2 separate regions of the Mus musculus genome follow, and region 1 is linked to region 2. A link is a contact called in public HiChIP or PLAC-seq data. All regions are on one chromosome and are shown on one strand. The core of a region is the stretch at or near the end of the contact, and the rest is flanking DNA. Distances in the headings are between cores, read along the strand shown.

Region 1 (5,663 bases), core at 1,733-4,232, 110 kb after region 2:
AACCAAGCCTGCCACCTGGTCTTGTAAAGCCCATGAAATTAAAATGCTTTCCCACTCGTAGATGATTGAAAGCTGGAACAAGGGAATATTTCACATTTCAAAGGAAACTTGTGAGATATTCAGAGTCAATGTTTATAAATAACTTCTTAAGGAAAACAGCTCTTTCTTTATGTGTGTATTGTCTGTGCTGCCTTGGTGCAAGAATAGAGTTGAATGTCTATGACAGACCCCATGGTCCACAAAGCCAAAAGCATTATTATTTTTTTCTCACTGTTTAAAATAATAATTATATATATACATATATACATATATATGTATATATATACACATATATACATATATATGTGTATGTATATATACACATATATACGTATATATGTATATATACACATATATATGTATATATGTATATATGTATATATGTATATATGTATATATGTGTGTGTGTGTCATATATATGTATATATGTACATATATATTGATTTTAAGGTCTATGAAATTGTGCATATACCTACATTCCATATTCCCATTACGACACTCTATATCATTTAGCATATCCATTTAAAGGCACAATTGGGACAAAGACTCTCACTATTTAACTCTCAAGCCGTGGATAAGTCTTTCTAAAATACTCACATTACAGAAACTGTAGCATTAATATATTATTCCCCCATAAAAGCCATAGACTTGTTATTATCATTATTTATATTATTATAATCATTATCCCTCCTTAAGTAGATGATGAAAGTGAACTGAGAGAAATGCTGAATTCAAACAAATATTATAATTATAAATGAATATATCTGCTAGCCTCAGAGCCCTGAAGGCTGAGAACACAAGGGGCTGCAGTTTAACAGTCTACATCACCAAACAAAGAGCAGTGACTTGGTACTCTTTCCTCTCTGAGGAAGCCTTGTTAGATATCTAGGCATTCCCGAGGCTGGAAATGTAGTTATATTTGGGAAAGTCTTCTACATGGTCAAAGAGGAAGAAAAGCAGACATGACTTGGATGGAATGACCTCTGGGTATCACTTCCTCCCTTTTTAATCTTAGAGCCATTTGATATTAGGTATTCTTGATTTTGTTATTTTACACACACACACACACACACACACACACACACACATAAACCACATGCCATTTGATGTGTTTTCCAGTGTCTGGGCTAAGAATACTGATTTAAACACAAAACAAAACAAAAAATATTTATGTTTTGGGAAGAAAGATAGAAAGATTCATAAGGATAAAATTCTCGAATTTTGCCCAACACACAAAAACTTCAGCTCTGAGGGAGAGTCATTTCTGCTCTATAGGAGGTGAGGCTCCTGAGATGTGGCACCTTTCCAAACTCTCTGATGCCACCTATAGTGAAGTCTACAAAGCAAGTGTCACTTTGGGAGCAGAATAAGCAGCCTGATGACCGAAACCTGCTATGAGGCTTGGATACTCTATACTAAGGAATGAACACAACCAGAAAGAGGCCCTAAGTCCTGTGTGTTAGTGAGGTGTGCAGAGGAGAATGCATGAGAGCCATCAATGATAAATAAACTACCTAAAGTGTACCAAGGGATGCCCAGTGTAGCATCATACCTAAAATCCCAGGAATCTGGAGGCACAGGTAGGAGACTTCAAGGGGTATGGAGTCCCTTGGGCTCCATGGTGAGAATTTATCTCTAAAACCAAGTAAAAAGTAAACCAAGAAGTGCATTGACTAGTGGCCTACCCTTTCTCCTTGCCTCTGACCATTGCAGTGACTTCATGATGAATCTTACCTTCCAGTGTAAAATGCATTTGGGAAATGCCGAAAGCTACTATTGATCCCAACTCTATAGTGTACATACACAGTCCTGAATGAGTGCAGGGCAGATCAAGTGCTATGGAGACATTCATGACATTGTTCTATGGCTGTCCTTGCCATAAAATGCTTAGAACATGTTTTACTTGGTCAAAATGACTCAGCTTATTGGTTTTCTAAACCCCTTTACCTCTTTGTGATGACCCCCAAATCCCCTTTCCTCTCCTCGACGAGGTCAGAGGCCAAGCTTCTCCTTCCTCTGCAGTCCAGATCCTATCTTACTCAGCCATGGTATTTCATCTATGAGATCATGGCAAGAAGAACTAAATCCAGAACATGGCTTTTGTAGTCTTTTATTGACCCACAGCTAAGTCATTCAACTGCACAATAGTCTTCACCTTTAAATGCATTTTTATGCTTCTTTGCTGGACACTTAGAAGCATCAAATAGGTATATGTATGTATATATATGTATATATATGCATATGTGTGTGCATGTGTGCATATATATACATATACATATGCATGCACACAAACATACACACACACACACACACACACACACACACACACATACACACATATATACCAGCTTGTCTAGATAATGACATGACAAGTGTTCAACAAATGTGAAATGGCTTGCCTTTCCATGTGTCTTTTACACAACCTGAGTGCTCAGTAGACACCATGGTTGGATTAGTGGAAGGTGGTGAATCACTCACTGGTTGTCTTGCTGTTTTGACTTGATCTCACATTAGATTCAGCAAAGACATTATTTGTAACTTAGTTTGCAATGGCATGGAATCTACAGAGTGATTATCCCATCTTTTAAGATAGCCTCTGATAGAGACATTAATTTTTTCCAAGATCTCTTGAATGTGCAGGGAACTGTTTATCTGAATTGGCATCGAGCAACTGTTGTCTAGGTGACTGGTGGAAAGGTTACAATACAGCGCCTTCAGGATTTTGAGACTGTCAGTCTGCTCTAGAGAAAATACTTTGCCCATTTCTCAGAAGCCTTACAAAGGCTAACTTCTTAAGAAAAGAACCAAAGGTTGCTTCAGGGTAAAACCTTAGTATAGGAATCCACATTTGCCTGCTTCTGGTTTCTCTCCGGTGACTGACCTCTTATTCAAGAGCTCTGCTCCCAGGCCCTTGGCTCCCTACGCTTCCCTATCAGAACAGTCTCAAGAGGGCATTCAGTGGGCAGAAACACAGTTTTAACTCTTCCACTTCCTCTTTGTCTTGCTGTGTCCCAGGTCCTCGGGACTTTTTGAGAGCTGATTGCATAAAGCTTTTCAAATTCACAAATCGACATATACTAATGGCTTGTGTAGATTCACACATAGTATATGTTCACATATTGACATATACTAATGGCTTGTGTAGATTCACACATAGTATATGTTCACATATTGACATATACTAATGGCTTGTGTAGATTCACACAGTATATGTTCACATATTGACATATACTAATGGCTTGTGTAGATTCACACATAGTATATGTTCACATATTGACATATACTAATGGCTTGTGTAGATTCACACATAGTATATGTTCACATATTGACATATACTAATGGCTTGTGTAGATTCACACAGTATATGTTCACATATTGACATATACTAATGGCTTGTGTAGATTCACACATAGTATATGTTCACATATTGACATATACTAATGGCTTGTGTAGATTCACACATAGTATATGTTCACATATTAACATATACTAATGGTTTGTGTAGATTCACACATAGTACCTCTTTGTTGAGCAATACCTCTGCATTTTGTTAGGGATTTGGTCAGAATTCTTCACTCAGATGAGTGACCTTCATACTAATGGTTTCAGATTCTATGTTGGCCAGTGGATAAAGGCTTTGAACCCATGAATGTTTTACCAGACTCAAACAACTTATTATAGATGATGCACTAGCCCTCAGCCACAAAAAGAGTTTCCATGCTTCACTTGTCAGACAGGACATTCCCTTCCTTCTTTGAAAACTGAGCAGGAAGTAAGGATGCCTGTAATTTGAACCTTCTTGTTGCATTCTGGACTAGAAGCACCAAGGACCCAAAAACCAAAGGACAGGTGTAAATGTGAGGGCGAAGCAATCAGATTCCAAACAGAGTTGCCAGGGAAGAGAGCAGTGTGAGCTCTGTGAAATCAAGGCACTCTCTACTTGTGTTCTAAACTCCTTCCGTGAAAGCATACAGTAAGCACTCACCCTGGAAGTCTCCACATCAGACAGTGGGCTGTCACTACTACTCCATGGTTAGTTTAAAGTTTCAACACGATGCACATGTACACATGAGAAGCTAGAGGCTGCAGGAAAGAGAGAGGAAGAATAGAGAAGGGGAAAGAGAGGGATTGCCAGAGGAAGGAGAAAGAGAGGGAGGAGAGGGAGAGAGAGGGAGAGAGAGAGAGAGAGAGAGAGAGAGAGAGAGAGAGAGAGAGAGAGAGAGAGAGATTGAGAGAGAAATAATCCTACTGCATTTAATGAGGCCCCACTGGACTAGCCCTAAGTTTAAATCAAAATCCCAAAGGCAAAAGCTGAAAGCTCACATTTCCCGAGTCTGGTCTATCCCAACGGGTCGGAAAACACCTGACATCTACTTCCCCTACATCTAAGAGACATCTCCCAGGAGCCAGAACCATTTTGTTCAGAGGGAAAAGTGGGAACAGGTAGTGTTGTAACCCACTGGCCTGGTTAGCCTTAGTTGCTACTGAGAATTAGAGCTGGAGAGGTAGACTGTTAAAGGAACAGTGGGGAATCCAGACAGCATCCTGGAATCTAGAGAAAGTCAGGGAAAATACTTGCCACAAGAGGGAGCAGTAGAATTTGGTCAGATAGGTTCCTGGGTAAATGTTCTCACAGGGGAGAAGGGGTTTGCAGTAGACATTGGATCATGAAGTGTGGATGGCAGTGGATGATGTTGAAACACAAGGCACATATCCCTAAGTAGCTGAGATTATCACTTGAACCACGAAATTTTTAACAAAAGCAACGACTGGAAGGAACATATATACAACAGCTCAAGAATATGAAACACGCAACCTGATGTAACATCCTCTTCTCTAAACATGTCTTACTCTATATTTAACTTCCATTCTAGTCTTGTCCTTGCTGATACCTATACCTGCTTCTTGCCTGCATAGCTTTCTCCCTCTACCTTGGGCATCCGAGAGAAAAGACTGGCCTCCTTGAATGGCAACATGAAAACAACACCCTTAAGTCTAAAACTGTGATGTTCACAGTCAAAGGCAAAATACTTTCTTGATGCTGCTGTGTCTTTTAAAATGTTTTTTTTTTCTGTTCATTCTCTTTTTAAAGGAGGAATGCAATTTATAGAAGCCCCAGAGTTCTTCTCATCATTTATTCTGTCCAGGACAGAGATTAAGCACTAAGAGGGAAGGAACCATGCGTTTACTTTGCAAGATAAATAAAAGTCTATTTTCGTCGATAAAAAACATGTTAAATATAGCTCACTAACAAATGCCGCCGCTCTTTTCAACGTAGTTTATTGTTTCAGAACACAGTGAGCTTGAAAGAACAGCTATGGTGATCGGGATTCTTCAGTCCTCAGGGTATCCCTCACCTTCCTTCCCTGTTTTTATTTAGAGTTACAGCACTCACAGTACTATGCTCTTTCCTTCCCTGTCACAGTCAACAGAGTTTCCAGCTATCTCTTAATCTAAATCCACACTGATACTATGGAAACTCTTACGCAGCAACAGTAAGGTCTGCAGACAAGTAAGGCAGCATGAAGCACACAGCCCACCTCTGCCTTTAGTTCACTCCTCTCTTCCCAGCCCTGGCTGATCACTCCGAGGACACTCGCATCCTTTGCTGCCTCTGGTCAGTG
Region 2 (5,523 bases), core at 2,449-4,948:
TAGCCTGTCTCTTCATTTAAGTCTAGATTTTTATCAAAATTTAAACAGATTGTATTTCTGCTGAGCTGTCCAACAAATCTTTGCCTAAATTCCTAAAGATTTTTCTTCTCTATCTTCTTCCTAATCTTTTGTTGTTTAGATTTTTATATTACTTTATAGAGCCATCAACATTTATTTTCATTTTTATTGCTCTTGCATTTTAATAAATAAATAAGAAAATAAATGTTGGACCTTGAGGTGTGACTCAATTGTGTGCTTACTGAGCATGCTCAGCACTACAATATTAAAAATACAAAAAGCCCCATCATAAATCGGATTAATGGATTAACTGATAAACACTTTGTTGTATTTTATTGTCCGTGTTATTTCTATGTTCATGCCACCGCCACACTATCAGAATTACTCTATAAATATGTCTTAAAATCAGTTTGTGTTATGCTTCTGATAACCCTCTTCTTTTTCAATTCTGTTTTAGTCACCAAATGTCCATATTTGCATAGCAAGGCACTGAGCAAAAAAATAATTTGACAAAAAATTAATTTCCTAATATTGCTCAAAACTTTCAGGATAAGGTTGCTGCCCCGAGGATACCAGGTTGCCCTGAAGTGAAAAGGAATACGAATTTCAATTGACAAAAGCCCTTACACTTGCTTTGCTTCTATATAATCCAATCTGGTTTGGTTTGTTCTGAATTAAGATTTAGAGAAGAGACCGAATTGGAACAGATTCTTTAACATCTACATGGAACTCAAAACATTTCCCCCAAATCATGATATCTACTTGAAGAACCAAGGACCTGTCAAAATAAAACAGATGTGAACTTCGAGAATCCTCATCTATTAAAGCTGGGCAGTGATCACTTTTAAAAGCTCGTTTCCAGGTAACAGGTCCCAGAGATATGACCTGACCTGACGCTCTCCTTACTTCTCCATTTCCCTTGGCTCAGTTATGATTCATTAAGAAACAAAAGGGTGGGAATAACCAAAGGCTGCCAACAAACCATCCTTCTCACTGGGCTGTATCATACAAGAACCTGATCCCACCACCAAACCAATGCAAGTGCCCTGGCCCCCAAGACGATTTAATGTATAGCGAATATTTGATACTTTGGGTATCAACAAATGTTCCATTGAAACAACATATAGCATCTTGTTTCTCAGAGGCACCAACCTGAGGACTGCTGTCAGGACAGCTTTTGGAGGCGCCCCGGACTGGAAGATGAGGTGCACACGCTGCAGAAGGAGATGCTAGCTTGTTCTGACTTAATCAATACAAATATTTTCAGCTAGGAGCCAGGACCTATTTAAACAAGTCTAATTCTGCACTACTCTCTACTTCCCTTCAGAGTTTAAGACTATAAAGAGAGAGGGGAGTCGATTTACTACTTAAATGGGGGTGGGAAAAGTAATCCACAATGAGCAAAACCATTTGACTTATATTTAGGACAAAGCCATCCGTGTGTCTCCAGTGCAAAGAAACTGACAGAGATTCCAAAAGATAATAGGAAGAATTCATTTTTCCCTACTAATGTCCATAGTGCACATGAATATGGAATATTGTCACATGCTTATGATGTGTTTTCTTTTTTTTTAATGATTTGTATAGTTGGCTCTGTGCAGAAGCTGGAGGAAGGCATTGCATGCCCTGCAGCTGGAGGGACAGGTGGTTGTGAGCTGCACAAGTTTAGTCCTGGGAACTTAACTCTGGTTATCTGCAGGAGCAGTATGGATTCTTGACTACTGCACTATTTCTCTAGCCCAGGTGAAATGTGTGTGTGTGTGTGTGTGTGTGTGTGTGTGTGTGTGTGTGTGTGAAAGTCCACTTGTCTTTTCTTTTATTAAGATCACAGGTAGTTTTGCTTTCGCATGATGACAAAATTTGAGTTGAAATGATTTACAACAGATATTTTCTGTTCTTCAATTTTTTTATCGTTTGAAATAGTATGAATGCAGAGACAGCAATGAATGAAAAATATTTCTATTTCTGTCAGTTTAATAGCCACATAGACATTTGAAACTATGACAAGCATCTAATGGTTTCATAGGTCATATAAGAAAAAAATTCAAGCTGGGCGTGGTGGGGCACGCCTTTAATCCCAGCACTTGAGTGATATTTGGCATTAAACTACAGTGCTGGACTGTCCAATGCTGTGCTCCAAACAAACACACAAACATGTGACACTCCCAGAGAAAGCAACACACCATGTACCAAGCTAAGAGGTTGAAGCAGGTAACTTAATACATCAATCATTGGTTTTATTGGTCGGGAATGGACACGTGATCAATCAAGGATGAGAAGTGGGAGCTTTGAGGGAACAAAATCCTGGGAAGGTGAAAACATGTCTAGCAGCCAATGCTTTCAGACTTAGAGATGCTTGTTTCTCTGTTCTATCTTTGAATCAAACTGTATCTAAATACTAAGGTGTGCTATGCATGGCTATGCAGTAGTCGTCAAGCTAGACTGTTTGAGTCTATATGACAGCTCCTCCAATAAACTGTTAGCCTGGTTTGGGACATAATACTTAAGTGTCCTTGGCTTTCCTTTCCTCAATGACATAAGTAACAACAGTGCCTAATTTATAGTGAGTGACCTTAGCATACACATTTAAAGTACTTACTTACTTAGTGCCTGTTATGGAACAAACCCTCCACAAGTATTACCCTTATTACCACCACTGTGGACATTATCACCATCTTAATGGCAATAAAGCCCATTCCTAAGCCATAAAGTACAGTTGATAAAAGTAAGTTCTAATCGCTGCCAAGGCATAGAGTCCACCCTGGCAGGGACAGGTATCTGTTCACACTGCATCCTCAATCAGGATCTACGGAGACAAGTGCAGTGCACGTCAGGCTTTCTGTTCTTTTATTTGGTTGGACTCCAGCCTACAGGCTATCACCATTCATGTTTAATGTGGGTCTTTCCACTTCAGCTAAGTCTCTCCGGAAACAGCCTCAGAGAGAGGTGTGTCTCCTGGCCTATTCCAAATGCCTTCGAGTCAACACTGTGAAAGGCCATGTCTTCTTCACGTCGGCTCGGAAGAGATCTGTATGATCACTGAGGGGTCCTGTGAACTTGAGCCTTCACAGGCTGTTTGTATTAGCTTCTGTGACTGCTAAACATTCATTAGATTCTTTTTTTTAAGTCCTAGGTTGCTCTTGGGTGATGGCATTTTGTGACCACTCTGACAATAGATGCTATCGCACTCTGAGGGTCAGAACACAAATGTGTCATTCTCGGGCTCCCTGCAAGTGACTCAATCCTGGAATCCTCAGGATGTCACCCCTTTACTTTAATGCAAAGTCTTTAGGAGTAGCTCAAATGTCCTATTTAATGTTTTTTTTTTTCAAAGTTCCTTCACACACTAGGAATCATTTCAAAAATCAAGCTTCCAGGAATGCCCTGAGGTCTGAGATGATCAGATTGTCAGATCCCACCTTTAGAGTCCCTGTCTCAGTCTCTCTGGGCTGAGGGTATGTGAGCTGATAACTCTGAGTTTGTATCGAGTACCCATGTGATGCTTCGGAAGGAAGAGAAAACTACAAAGTTCTCACAGTGATATAGTAGCTCTGTGGTGATTCCTTCCTGCGGAAATCTGCCCGATAGAATTTTTATGGGTTCCCCGTCACCCTTGCATCTTTTCAGAACTTCCCTGAGCTGGTCTGCAGATGTGGGTTTTGCTGTAAATGCAAGGCCCTAACACAGCTGACACGCAAAATACCCACTTCTGCATTCTGCTTTTATGCATTATCCAGTACTGGAACAGCACCCGAGGCAAGGACTGGGAGGGGCAGGTCACATTGTAAGATTTAGACCTCTGGAGCCCCTTGAAACTCTTTATACTATCCCCAAGCTGTACAATGTTCATCGGGGCTCATTTATTTATTTATGTCTCCTCCTACACACATTCAGCTCAGAGGCAGCAGTGCTCAGCTGTTTAGCCAAGTAGACATTACTAGCAGTATCAGTAACAGAAATAAAGCTCCTAAATTTAAAGTTGTACACTGGTTAAAAGTTCAGCTTCTCTGGAGCTTTCCTGGGCAGAAAGAGTCCTCTGCTCAGTGAGACACTGCTCCCTGGCTTTCTGTTTTGAGCTTACCTGGAGATTATGCAAGGCTGAAGGTAGCAAGTGATTGCCATTCTTCCATTTATGTAAGGCCATGGTAATAAAATAAGCCATATACATCACATGTAATCAAATTCATTTTATGGTCCCTATTTTTTTTCTGAGTTAAGGAAATGGCTGTTTGGACTTAGGCTAGAGTAGTATTCTGACTTATGTCAACAAATCACTGACTGAGTAGTGACCAAAAAAGCAAAAACCTATAAGTGAAATTTATTCAAAAAGCCTACAGCACTATGTACTCACAAATTGATTAAATGATTAAAAACCTGAGGACATTCATACTGCATGTCTGCAATATCAGAAGAAAGTACTGAAAACAAAAACCAAGAACATTTGAAATATTACACTGCATCAGTTTTTAAAAAACATTTTTAAAACAAAACCAAATAAATATATAATTAGATTATAGTATTTCATAAATAATATGTCTACTACCTAGGTGGTCCTAACTTAAGAGAACTCTATGAATATGAAAATCATGGTGGCATTAGACTGGGAATTTTTGTGATATTTCTTCAGTTTTTGAGATTCACAATGTATTTTCATGACACTGTGAGACCTGATGTTGGCTTTGTTCTGCTACCTGCAGTGGGATCTAGGTCCTGTGGTAAAGTTTCTGTGGCTATTCAGTGGGCATTGACAGTGTGAAGATTTCATCTAACAGAATCATGGGATGTAGATGGGAAATAGGCAACTAAAATGAAGACACAGAACCAGTATCATGACACAGAAAAAAAAAATGATAATTTTCTTTCTATCTTAAGCAGGTCAAGTGAATTGGCCAGAAATGAACAGGTGAGGAAAGTTTTAAAAATATCAAAATTACCAAAGTATGATTTTTTGAACTCTAACATGTGTTAGCATTTTTAAGAGACATAGACCCAAATATTCTTATCCATGTTATCTCAGAACCACGAAGTCAGAGCCCCCTAGAGGAAGCTAGACATCCATAGTGTAAAACAGGTGATTTTTGTGCCAGCATGGTCCTGGCTCAGTTCCAGTATGCACCAATGATTATATATATACTAAGCCACACTTCCTTGTGTTCCATGAGCTGAATGAAAAGTCTTCAGAGCATGCCTAGAAGCCAGATATTATTATTATTGATATTTATAGAGAAAGATTGGACAACTCACCTATAGTCACTTTAATTCTTTATAATTATAAAAATAATATATTTATGTTATAAATATATATATATATAATAAGTATATATGTATTACATATGTGTTATTTGTTTATATATAATTTATTATGTATACAATATGTAATTTATATATAATTTATTTTATATATGTGTATATAATTTCATATACATTTTTTTCAAGAATTTCAACAATCTCCCTGGGTGGTGGTGGCGCACGCCTTTAATCCCAGAATTTGGGAGGCAGAGGCAG

What was found. HiChIP or PLAC-seq counts read pairs in DNA pulled down with a chosen protein or histone mark.
Region 1: a contact with region 2 is called in an H3K4me3 HiChIP or PLAC-seq map of bone marrow-derived macrophages, with 2.3 times the contacts expected there. The contact joins two enhancer-like sites. A contact is called at or near these places in 10 of 484 Hi-C or Micro-C datasets (the HPC-5 cell line, the N1E-115 cell line, cerebellum and 5 more), 3 of 115 datasets of contacts at active chromatin or transcription factors (bone marrow-derived dendritic cells, bone marrow-derived macrophages and neural progenitor cells) and 3 of 9 other capture datasets (adipose tissue, liver and pancreatic islet).

What each region holds. Positions count from the first base shown.
Region 1 is chr17:81,662,134-81,667,796 of GRCm38.p6, forward strand. The region is part of intron 1 of Slc8a1 (solute carrier family 8 (sodium/calcium exchanger), member 1); the gene reads right to left. Among named protein-coding and RNA genes, the nearest start is that of Slc8a1, 73 kb to the right of the region's middle. Within about 2 kb of position 2,983, at least 13 of the 459 cell types and tissues checked have an H3K27ac peak or open chromatin away from gene starts, as enhancers often do. A contact at or near this core is called in bone marrow-derived macrophages, where this site is marked.
Region 2 is chr17:81,548,328-81,553,850 of GRCm38.p6, forward strand. The region is part of intron 2 of Slc8a1 (solute carrier family 8 (sodium/calcium exchanger), member 1); the gene reads right to left. Among named protein-coding and RNA genes, the nearest start is that of Slc8a1, 190 kb to the right of the region's middle. Within about 2 kb of position 3,699, at least 28 of the 459 cell types and tissues checked have an H3K27ac peak or open chromatin away from gene starts, as enhancers often do. A contact at or near this core is called in bone marrow-derived macrophages, where this site is marked.